Regions from separate parts of the Hordeum vulgare genome. Here region 1 is linked to region 2. Evidence: chromatin contacts called from public Hi-C data. All regions are on one chromosome and are shown on one strand. Each heading gives the region's core, a stretch centred on a gene start, on an enhancer-like site or on the middle of the called end of the contact. The rest is flanking DNA. Distances are from core to core; before and after follow the strand shown. Region 1 has its middle 94 kb from the start of LOC123402563. Region 2 has its middle 140 kb from the start of LOC123403721.

Evidence for each region. Hi-C and Micro-C count contacts between places; a contact is called where the count stands out from the background.
Region 1: a contact with region 2 is called in a Hi-C map of seedling, with 6 times the contacts expected there. The contact joins two enhancer-like sites. A contact is called at or near these places in 4 of 6 Hi-C or Micro-C datasets (leaf and seedling).

The regions. Positions count from the first base shown.
Region 1 is chr6H:486,183,546-486,189,350 of MorexV3_pseudomolecules_assembly, forward strand. No RefSeq gene overlaps it. Among protein-coding and RNA genes, the nearest start is that of LOC123402563, 94 kb to the right of the region's middle. Within about 2 kb of position 3,211, at least 3 of the 3 cell types and tissues checked have open chromatin away from gene starts, as enhancers often do. A contact at or near this core is called in leaf and seedling, where this site is marked.
Region 2 is chr6H:485,753,171-485,758,942 of MorexV3_pseudomolecules_assembly, forward strand. No RefSeq gene overlaps it. Among protein-coding and RNA genes, the nearest start is that of LOC123403721, 140 kb to the right of the region's middle. Within about 2 kb of position 1,976, at least 3 of the 3 cell types and tissues checked have open chromatin away from gene starts, as enhancers often do. A contact at or near this core is called in leaf and seedling, where this site is marked.

The DNA of each region.
Region 1 (5,805 bases), core at 1,961-4,460, 430 kb after region 2:
AACTACGGACCCGTAGGTCTGAAGTGAACTACTCATGAGTCATTGGAGGGGCGATGATGTAGATGTAGAAGCCCTCCAACTCCAAAGTCCCCTCCGGCAGGGCACCGGGAAGGGTCTCCAGATGAGATCTCGCGGAGACGGAAGCTTGCGGCGGCGGAAAAGTGTTTTCGTGGATTCCCTGATTTTTTCTGTATTTTAGGGAATGTATAGGCGAAGGAGCTAGGTCAGGGGGGCGCCAGGGAGGCCACAAGCCTGCTAGCCGCCGCCCCCCTGGTGGCGGCTACAAGGCTTGTGGGCCCCCTGTAGCTCTCCTGTCTTGGCCCTCAAGCCCCCTGATCTTCTTTCGTTTGGGAAAAAATTATTTCGGGGATTTTATTCCGTTTGGACTCCGTTCCAAAATCAGATCTGAAAAGAGCCAAAAACACAGAAAAAACAGGAACTGGCACATGACACTGAATTAATAAGTTTGTCCCAAAAAAGACATAAAAGGTACATGAAACATCCAAAGATGACAAGATAACAGCATGAAACATCAAAAATTATAGATACGTTTGAGACGTATCAGCCACCCACTCTCCAACAGGCTCGGTGGTGGCATGAGGGCGCCGCCCCCGGGTGCCCCGGGCGACGGGCGCTGCACGACCCCTGGTGGTAGCTCGGCACCCTGTGCGTTCCCGATGAGCGGTGGCATCGTCCATGCCGGAGTTGAAGCCAAGGTCGAGAGACGTGAAGACAGCAAGTCCCCCTACCTAGTGCGCCAGATGTCACAGTCCGGGATCTGCGTCCGAGGAACTCTCACAAGAACTAGGATTCAAACACTAGGGGACTTGGCTTGGCAACCTGCAACACGATGGTAAACTCAAGCAAGATCGGCGGCTAGCTCACTCCTCACAGGGAACCATGTGGCGCGCGAGATACCTAGGTTCGGGCCACCGTGTGGTGTAAAACCCTACTCTTGTGTGTGTTGAATTGCTGTGGAGAGCTCGAGCTCCGAATACATGAGGTGTGGGGGAGAATGGGTCTATCGCCTTACATGGAAACGGTCATATCCCCTTTGTCGTCCCTCGGTCCGCTTCCCCAAATATGAGTGGGAAAGGGTGGCCACATGGTGACAATTCAAAGGGGGACAGGACCCCAGGTTTATCCTGACTGAAGGCGGTCTTCGCGTGATAAAGTGGTCATCGTGACGAGCTTGTGAGCTCGGCGATGACCCCCGTCCTGCTGCGTCGATCCGTCGCGATCCTCTTTCACGGAAACGGTAAGCTTTGGGAACCTGCTTTTGGATGGGCAGCGGGTGTTGCACCTTAATCACCAAAGAGGAAATCCTCCATGTCTGCGCCCGCCTAACGCGACCTCTCTCCTTCTCTGTGCAGGTATGTTACGCACATGGCGGATGCGAACCCCCGCGGCTGGCGTCGTACGATTGTATGACATGCTTCGCAAGGCGGCCTCGCGAGGGGAGCCTGCCTCGGCAGGGCTTGATCGAGAGGCAAGGGGCCTTGACAGGCCTGCCCCTCGGGAGGCAGCTCCCTCTAGAGCGGCTCGGGTTGAACCATCTCACATGGGCCGGCCCAGGCATCGCCCTTAGGTCCAGCGACACACGGGTCGTTGTTTCCTGGTTCCCACTGGGCCGACAGTCTCCCATGTCCTACTATTCCTCATCGGAGCCCATAACTCGGGCGACACCGGTTGACGTGAGACCGATGATGGATTCCTCCATGGAGGAGTCGTCGTCCACCACGACACGGTTGCGGCGCCAGCACTGGTTCACCATATGTGACGCCGGAGAATGCGACTCCGCCTCGCCAACCTCCACCGCCACGAATGGCGCCTCCACCTCTTGTGCCCGTTGCCTCGCACGACGGGCACGACACGCCATGTTTGTGTTGGAGGCCGCCCATGCATGGTGCGTCCTCTAGATCGGTGCTCGAACGGAGGTTGCATGCCTGCCACCGCGTTCGAACGCCACACGAACTACATCGCCTTCGGTCCGTGGATCTATCCGTCGATCGTGCGGACACAATTGATTTTTCGACGAAAGGAGTCGAAGGGCTGCATCGGGCGGCCTCCTCCCGGGAGCGGCTAAGCATAAGTCGTACGGTCATCTCCTTCTAGGGGCCGCGTGAGATGAGCTTATGATCAATGGATAGGGAGGTGCATGACTCTGAGCCTCTGTCCGTCATGCTAGCAAAAGCCGGAGATCGCCGGATGGGAGTTTGGTACGGTGGTGGAGTGGACTCACTAGGGTTTTGTGTGGTGAGGGAATCAAGATGAATATATGTGTGGTTGGGTGGCGTGGACCGGATCCGACGTGACGGATGAACCCGGGCACCCCAATCCTTCCCGATATCCATCCCATATCGGGGTCAGATATGAGGGGTGTCACTGGGACTAACGTTTGAGGCCAGGTTAAAGCAATTGTTGGGTCGTATTTTCATGACCGGTAAGTGAGTGATCAAGTCATTTGGCGAGGCATATGAGACGGGTTTGAGGCGTTTGAATGTTGATGGTCTCACGCAAACAATTGGCGTTGGATGGGTGCATGCTGTGGTCATCAACATGTAGCAACTTTGGTCGTTGTCCGGCCAGTGTGAGGAGCATGAATCAGGGCGTACGTACTTGGCTGCTAATGCGATCCAACTCTGACGTCTCACAGAATTGGCACCCATCGACCAGGCTGAACGCCAAACAAGTGGAACTGGATTATCCAGAGCTAATTTTACACCGACGGGGCAATCAGCCGGTACAATGATTCTTATCTAAGAAGAAAGATGACCGGAGCAGGTCCAGACAGGAGCCTGTCGCTGTACTGGTGGTTAATTTGTTAGGTCAAACGGCCACATACACTGGGTGCTTGTCGACGCGAACCCGTCCATCGCCGGTGCTAGATCGATCGAGATCGAGCAGTACTGCTTAAGCAACCAGTGGTAGATCATGCAGCAGTAGCACTAGGCTCAATGACTGTTTGGTGAATCTGGGGTCTGTGACCAGTGAAGAATAGCGCTGTACGACGTCCCTTGTGTTGTGATGATGCATGCCGACTCGGTGAAACTAACCAAGATTAATTAGGGCCTCGTCGTGATGGGCCGGCACTGACGGCGCCCGCTCACCTACCTAGAGCTAGAGGCGGTGAATTCAGGAGCAACGGTGCAGGTTTAGGTTGTACTAAAGGGGGTACGTCAGAGCAGCTATAGGGGGGGAGGCAAACAGCAAGAGGCGATAGCGTGACAGGAAACTGAACGGACAGCGCGGTAGGGCGCGGCGGGAGGCCATCTACATCCTCACCCGTCGCTCTCGTACGTAGATCCCCGGAGACACGCGTGAATCGCCGTGCCAGCGACGCCACGGCCGGCCGCGGAGGTCTCCTCCTTCCACAGATCGATGCTCGACTATACACACATCTCGCCTGTGCAGTTGGTTTCTAAGGTGTCTGTGACAGGGTTTCTTAGTTCTTACAACCAACGAGCTGTTCACCGAAAACTCAGCCTGTTACGGGAAGCAGGTGGCCGGTGTGGAGTGTATTATTTCATGCCGCAACGCTCAACGGCGAAGCCCACGTGCCGCCCTTGCTGTCGTGCCTAACAAACTTCTATTGCCGGCCCGTCTTAATGCTCGGCTCCCGGGGGCACCACGCACCGGCCGCCCCCGCGACGGTGCGTGTTGGGCGAGTAGTTCGTGCTCGGATACACGGATCGATCGCGTAGGTGATATGCATGCGTCGCGCGCCAGTTGCAGCTCCGGCGAGGGGGACGGGGCCCAAGATTGAGACTGAGATATATGCGGTCGTGGCCCTCGTGGGGACTCGGGGAGATAAGAGGGGCGGCCAAGCCAAGCTCGGCCTTTTGCCTTTTGGAGTTCAATGGCGATTCGCCGTGGTCCTCTCGTCCAGTCGTGGCCTAATTACTTGCCTCTCGTGGCGCATCCTGAAAGTGAGAGGTGCCCTTGTGGTTATGCCGTTATGGTCCTCACTAGCTAAGCCGCGGCTACCCATGGTATGCCGTACGTGCAGCGATGCAGCTCCTCGAGTGCTTATCTTTGCTAGCTACGACGTCCAAAACTACATCCAAAACTCTGATTTTCTCTGGCATAAAAACAGATGACTTTGTCTATAAATATTCATTCGAATGAGCTGAAAACAGCCGGGATTACGGGCCAAATCGTGCGAGTTTTTGTCCCCCTCGCGTCAAACTCGAAAACGTAACTGACGCGCGTACGTTGCCGTCTTCAGGGCTCACTTATCAGTAGTAGTTATTATTTTATGCCCTTGGGCACAGGGAAGTGATCGCTAGCTAGCTAATGACCCGGAGATTTCATTGCGACGAGAAGAACCTTACAGGTGCAAGCCACCAAATTGGCATATCCCTGGTGGCACGGGATTTGTTTGTCACGGCTGGCCTCACACTCGTCCATCCATGCATGCCTGTCCACCGTATAGGCCCCATAGCGTCAAAGGGATAGCAAGAATATCAAGGCAGGGAGGTGCCAAAATGACGGGCGGTGCTTGAGGGCTACTCACGACCTTCTGGTAAGCCTAGAGAGTAGAGAGGAGAATCGTTAGGACCCTGTCCCGTCCATGGTGTCATCTCTCCAACCAAACAGCGTGTGCGTGAATGGACGCGCATGGCCTGTGCATGAGCGGACGTGGGGGGAGTCGATATGCCAGAGACAAGTTGCGATCGCCAAGAAGAATCCTGAGATGGAACGCACGAAGGACGACCGGCCTAGGCTAGGCGCGCGCAGAAGCAGAACCGGACGTGCATGGATGGCATTTTGTTCTTGTTCTCTTCCCACTGTTTGTTCGATTCCGCGGCTGCTGCTGTTCGCGCGCGTACGTCTGGACCGGGATTCGTGGGAGGAATGGAGGCTACTGTGGGCGCCGAGGCGATATCATATCGCTATATCAGCAGGGCCGACCGACCCTTATCTTCTAGCCGGGGACTTTGGTTTGGCTGATCGGGCTAGCTTAGCTAGGCCCCTCCGCTTGATGCTTCTTGAGGAAACGAATCGAGCATCGGCATGCATGGAATAGTTTGGAAAGAGGTGACTGGTTTTGTGCAATCCCACTGAGACTGAGAGAAGCTTCTTCTGAATTGCGTGTAGGGATGGACACCTTTTTCGCTGAGCACCGAACGTTACTTCCATAAACTGAAACTACGGTGTAATTTTCATGGATTTCTGCACAGTACGTGCCACATGTAGTACGATGATGAACTTGCATTTCGGGGGGTGGAATGATGAACTTTTCTCTCCTTCTCTCTGAGAAAAAGTGTAGACAGCTTTTTATGGTTATTTTTAAGGCAAACGCTTCCACCCAGCGCGCCGGCCGAATCGTTCGGTCCGTCGCGCACGGACCGCGCGCCTCGCTGGCAGGTATATGCAACATTTTTTCGTTAAATTTGTTGCAACCATATGTTATTTTGATATAAATGTTTTTCATGCAGCTTTTTTTCTCGTGCAAATTTGCTGCAACCAGCGTTTATATTTGCTACAAGCGTTTTTTATTTGCTACATTTATTCAGTAAAAAAGCTGCATATACGTTTGGTTGCAACTCGAGTTTATTGGATTTTTGCTACAACCGGCGTTTTGACTTTTGCTACAGCCGTGTTATTTTTTGCTACAACCGACATCATTTTTTTGCTGTAACCGTTCACTAAAAAAGTTGCGTACACGTCACGTAGATATTTTGCTACAACCGGCGTTTGACTTTTGCTACCACGCATCATCTTCTTCGTTTTTTTGCTACGATCACGTAGATATATTTTTTTGCTATAATTTTTTTTTGCAACCCTTGACGAAAAATGCTG
Region 2 (5,772 bases), core at 726-3,225:
AACAACCAGGGAGTGTGTCGTCGCATGCAGCAAGGGGTGGTTGATGCGTCCGAAGTGAATAGTCACTGTTCAGCCTGGACGGCACGAGCAAGCTTTTCGGCCCGCTCGTGGCCCGTTCAGGACCGGACCGTACGGTCTAGGGCCGACAACAAAACAGGCCGGTCTGGGCCCAGGAATCTAGACCGAAAATAGTTCGGTCCGGTCCGGTCTTTAACCGGGCCGAACGAGCGGACCGAAGCCCAACAAGGTCGATCTGCTCGCTAACTCCATGCAGTCTCCCCTCGCTCGATTCCTCCTCCTCTGCTCCTCGCTCGAATAGTCCTCTCCATCGCGACGGTGCCGGCGGCCACTCCCCTCACCGACGCGCGACGACGTGTGACAGCGACGGCAACATCTCGTCCAAGCTGGTTCTCTGGTTCATCGCCGAGCGCCACGAAGGGCAGCCTGACGTAACCTGCTTAGTTCATCTCCCCCGCCGCCTGCCCACTGTCCTCCTTCCCGATGCCCGATGTCCTTGACCCCGCCGTGGCCCGTGGCGCTGCGCCCCGGGAGGAGGGGATCGAGCAGTAGTCTCCCCTCCCTTACTAACTCTGAACGTGAACTCTGAACCTCCCTCTGAACCTGATCCTGGACTCTGAACCTGAACTCTGAACCTGCAAAATCGAGCACTAGTCTCTCTCAGCTATCATTCAGTGCATAAAAATGCTAATTTACAGCTCTACTTGTTCTAAAAAGTTGGCAGCTCAACATATGCCTAAACAGCAGCTAACTAGGACCTAAATTGCAGCTAAATAGAAGCTAAACAGCTGCTGAAAGGAGTGTTGTAATCGGTCCTCACGGTCCTAAAAAGACTGACCGAGCCGGCTGACTTTCGGTTCGTGAAAATACAGACCGCTGGACAGCTCGGTCCGGTCCGGACTGCCGGCGGCCGGTCCAAACGCCGGCTCGGACCGGGACCGGACCGTGTCCAGGCTGAGTCACTGTCCTGCAGATAAACTATACCCTATTAATTTTCTTCACCAAAAATAGTGACCCATACAAACTCACATCACATATGCTTACATGTGTGTGAATCTTCGACTCTAAACTCAGGCATAACCTCAAATACACCACGAAACTGACCACAGATAGCTAAGTCAACTTTTTTTTTTTTGCAGCCAATGGGATTGTGCTAAAACAAGCAGGTTGGCCATGATATGCAAGTTTGAATATCCTGCTACACCTTCACTTGATCTTGGCGGAAGGGGCATATAATAATACGTCACTGATCAAAAGAACAACACATGATACTGAACTTGTACAACTTTACTACCGATCGAGGTTACAATGGGAGTTGCTTGCTACCACTGAAAATGACCAAGAGAACACCGGCCAGCATCAGTATAGCAGCAGTAACTACTCCTAGTTCGCTTACATAATCAGTAGTGCCATTGGCAATACAACGGGCAGCACAGCCAGATTACAAAATGAAAAGATGAAGAACCTAGATGAATGAGCCTTGTGAGTTGTGAGTTCTCATCCCAACTTTCCCTCTTAATAATCACGGATCTGGATGTCAAATACATGGACCATGTTATAATTTTGAACTTAATTATATGAATTTATGATCATCTCAAGGAGCTCAAGTTGGACTGAAACACACTGGATAACTGAACTCCTAAGGTGAGGGGCGAGATCTAGGGGGTGCTGCTGCGATGAACCTCCTGGGGTGGTGGTATTGAACGACCTAGGGGGGGTGGATGTGAACGGACAAAGCGCTCCGGCGGCGGAGCCCCGCCAGGGAGAGATAGTGTGGTGGTGTGTGAGCCGGGGAGATGGGGGTAGTGCGAGATGCAGGAAGTTGGAGCCATGGAACCTAGAGGGAGGGAGGCGGCCGGAGCAGAACGGGTACGCTGTCGGCATTGGTGAGAAGCGCGGCACGGTGCGGGGCGCGCTGGGGTGAGAGGTGCCGCGCGGCACGACGGAACGCTGCAGGTGAGAGAAGCGACGTGGCGCGGTGCGCCGGCCTGCTGGGTGAGAGGGCGGCTCGACGACCCGCGGGATGGACGAGGTCGTCCAAATCGGGGGTTCGCTGGCTGGGCTTCTTTTTCCTTCTTTTTTTTTCCTGTGCATACCTGTTAGGCCTTTGTGGAAACGGAATCGGGCCCTTATAGGAGCGATACTCCAGTCAAGAACACTTTATATTTGAACATTTGACAAATATTAAAACGCGTAAGAGATGTTTATGTTGTATACTAATAAATGTATAAATGTGAATATAAAAATAATAAAATATTTGTGACAACTACAAAATGCCGCACACACACGACGTTCAATCAAATTTATATTTAGTGTAAGAAAATGTTCTATTAATTCAATAATAAACGTACATTCATGAAAATGTATGATTTATTTTAAAAATTCTTCACAAGTTTCGAAAATATGTACGTCACATTTAGGAAAAAAACTATAATTTACAAAACTGTTGCGTAGTTCAAAGATTGCTTTAACATATATTGAGAAAATATTCAAAACAAGGTTTTGGCAAAAAATATTGAAGATGTATTTGTGAAAAATGTTAAACAGAAAAGTTTCGAAAATATTTTTCCCAAACTCATATATTTCGATTTTTTTGAACCGAAAAGAATTATTTTTTAAATAATGAACAAGTTCTGAAATGCAAACATTTTTTAAATTTTGTGAACCAAATTTTGAAACTTAAATTTCTGAAACACTAAAGAAATTTTGCAAACAAGAATATCTTTTTTATATGAAAACGGGGGATATTTTTTTCATCTATGACCAATTCCTTTTTAACTTCGAACAAAATTTTGATAAGGCGATCATTTGTTGTAATTTACAAAAAAATTCTGGAGTATTTGCAAAATCTGTGAAAAAAAATATAAATGAGGACTTTTCTGAACATCTGACCAATTTGTTAAAAGCGCGGACATTTCTAAAAGGAACATGAATATTTTGTAAATTTTTGACCTTATGATAAAACAGTATTTTTAAAGTTTTTAAAAATGCAAACATTTTTTGATCTTACAAAAAATCAACAAAAAAACCTTTGTTGGGGGAAATAAACTTGAAAAAAAGAAACAGGAAAAAGAAGGAATGAGAAATAAGCAAAAAAAATTATTCCAGCAACCTCATAGTAGGCTCCCAAACCCAGTAGAAACCAGCTAAGGATGCTAAATGGGTCGACCCGTTTCATTGCTCGTCCGCTTGCTTTATGATTTTGGGTGACAACTTGAGGAATTCCCCATTTTTTGCCTTTTGGATCAAACTGCTGGCAGTTCGCACAGGCGCGTGACCTAGCAGACCCGCGATGAGCTGACCTGTTTAAGCATTTCAATGTTTCCAGTTTCTTTTGTATTGGGAACTTTTATGAAATCCCTTTACCTGTTTTTGATTAGTTCTGTTTTCTCGGTTCCACTTTTTTTTCATTTTTTTTCCTCATTGTTCCCTTCTTCTTCTTTTTTATTCTATTTCTAATATGGTTTTCTTCTTTTCTTTTCTTTCCTTTCCTTTCATTTTTTCATTTTCAATTTCATTTTCCATTATGTTCAACTTTTGTATGTGTTTTCGAAAAAAAAGTAAGTTTACATAAAAATTATTCAGAACATTAAAAAATGTTCATGCTTTCAAAAATTGCTAAAATGTTCATGTTTCGATTTTCTAGGTGTTTCAAAATATGTTCCCGCTTCAAAATTTGTTCACAAATTTCTCCTTTTTTCAAGTATATTTTTTATTTTGTAAAGTTCATGTTCCTAAAAAAATTTGGAAACATATAAATTTTCATTCTTTAAAAAAAATAAATTTTTTGAAAATGTTCATGTTTCCAAAAACTTTTAAAAAATTCTAAAAACGTTTGCACTTATGAAACTGGGACATCTATTGAATGTCCGGAAAAAATAAAAATATGAACGTTTTTTGCAATTAGCAAACAATTTGTGAAAATGAAAGCATTTTTCTATGCCAGAACATTTTGTGAAATTTTATAAACATTTTGAACAAAAACATTCACAATATTGTTTTAAGAAACAAAAGCATTTTTTAATATCCTAAAGATTTTTTGAATTTATGAAGAAAATTAGAAGACGACAAATTTTGAAATTTGGAACTTTTTAAAAATCAAGAACAGTTTTCGAAATTTAAGAACAATTTTCAAACATAAACTTAGTTTAAAATGTAAAATAAATGTTGAAAATAAAATTCAAAAGAAACAAAAAACGAAAAAAAAAGAAGGAAAAAGTGGCAAAAGGACGCGAGCAGAAACAGAAACGGCCCAGAGTGCCCGTCAAGTGAAGGATGTGTGTGAAACAGCAACAACTTGACACAAAGAGAGTCATATAGAATCTCTCGCAACTTGATGCAATCAGGTCAATTAGAAAATTTCTGAAAAAGACCTTTTGCTCCTTTCGAACCTTTGATCGAACATTTTGAAGACAGAAAGAAGAGAAGAAAGCTTCCGTCAAGGATTTCCTAATAGCCATCAAAATCTTGCTTTCTCTCGATTCCTCCCCTAATGCTACGCGTCTAATGGAAACATTTCCATCCAGATTTCATCAGCAAGCCCATGGATTCACCTCCTCTTTGCCTGTCTCGCCGTCGCCCTGTGGCGGGAAGGGTAATCCCGGTGACTCCGCTCTGGTTAGTAGTTTAAGTTAGGTTCTTTTAGTCCTCACACGTGTGATGCTTGGGCAGATGACGGGGCTTCTTCTTTGAGTTTGTCTTCCGGGTTACGACCTCCCTCGAGTTTGTCATTTTCAACTTAGTCGACGGAGCACCAATGTAGATTGTTGTCGTCTCATTGGGACCGTGCGGTTATGGTATCAACTCTTGTGACGGGATTCGGTGTAAGATGCTTGTGATCTACGCTCAACGTTGACAATTGTAACTCCAAGGTGCTGGTCCTTAGGGGCAAGTGCACGAAGACTTCTTAGTTGTCAACGAGAGGGTTAAGCCGGCTTTGATAGAGGAGCGGCGCATCGGCGACTCGTTTTGGCGGGAGTTGTGGGAGTTTTGTAGTCTCAAAATCATGATGTTATTTTTATTATGTTTGATATGCTTTGTTCTCGAGTGAATCTTTAAAATGGGTTTGATGCTTTTTACAAAAAAAGTAGGTAGGGTTCCGACGTGTTCACCTTCTGAGGCCGGGCATGACCAAGGAAAATATGTCCGCACACAGTGTGATCGAGCGTGTTGGATAATTTGGTGCACCCCCTACACGGATAAGAATTAACTATTCGAATAGTCGTGTCTGTTGGAAATATGCCCTAGAGGCAATAATAAATTGGTTATTATTATATTTCCTTGTTCATGATAATCATTTATTATCCATGCTAGAATTGTATTGATTGGAAACTCGAATACATGTGTGGATACATAGACAACACCCTGTCTCTAGTGAGCCTCTAGTTGACTAGCTCGTTGATCAAAGATGGTCAAGGTTTCTTGGCCATTGGCAAGTGTTGTCACTTGATAACGGGATCACATCATTAGGAGAATGATGTGATGGAAAAGACCCAAACTATAAACGTAGCATATGATCGTGTCAGTTTATTGCTATTGTTTTCTGCATGTCAATGTATATGTTCCTACGACCATGAGATCATGCAACTCTCGGACACCGGAGGAATACCTTGTGTGTATCAAACCTCGCAATGTTACTGGGTGACTATAAAGGTGCTCACAGCTATCTCCAAAGATGTCTGTTGGGTTGGCATGGATCAAGACTAGGATTTGTCACTCCGTGTGACGGAGAGGTATCTAGGGCCCACTCGGTAA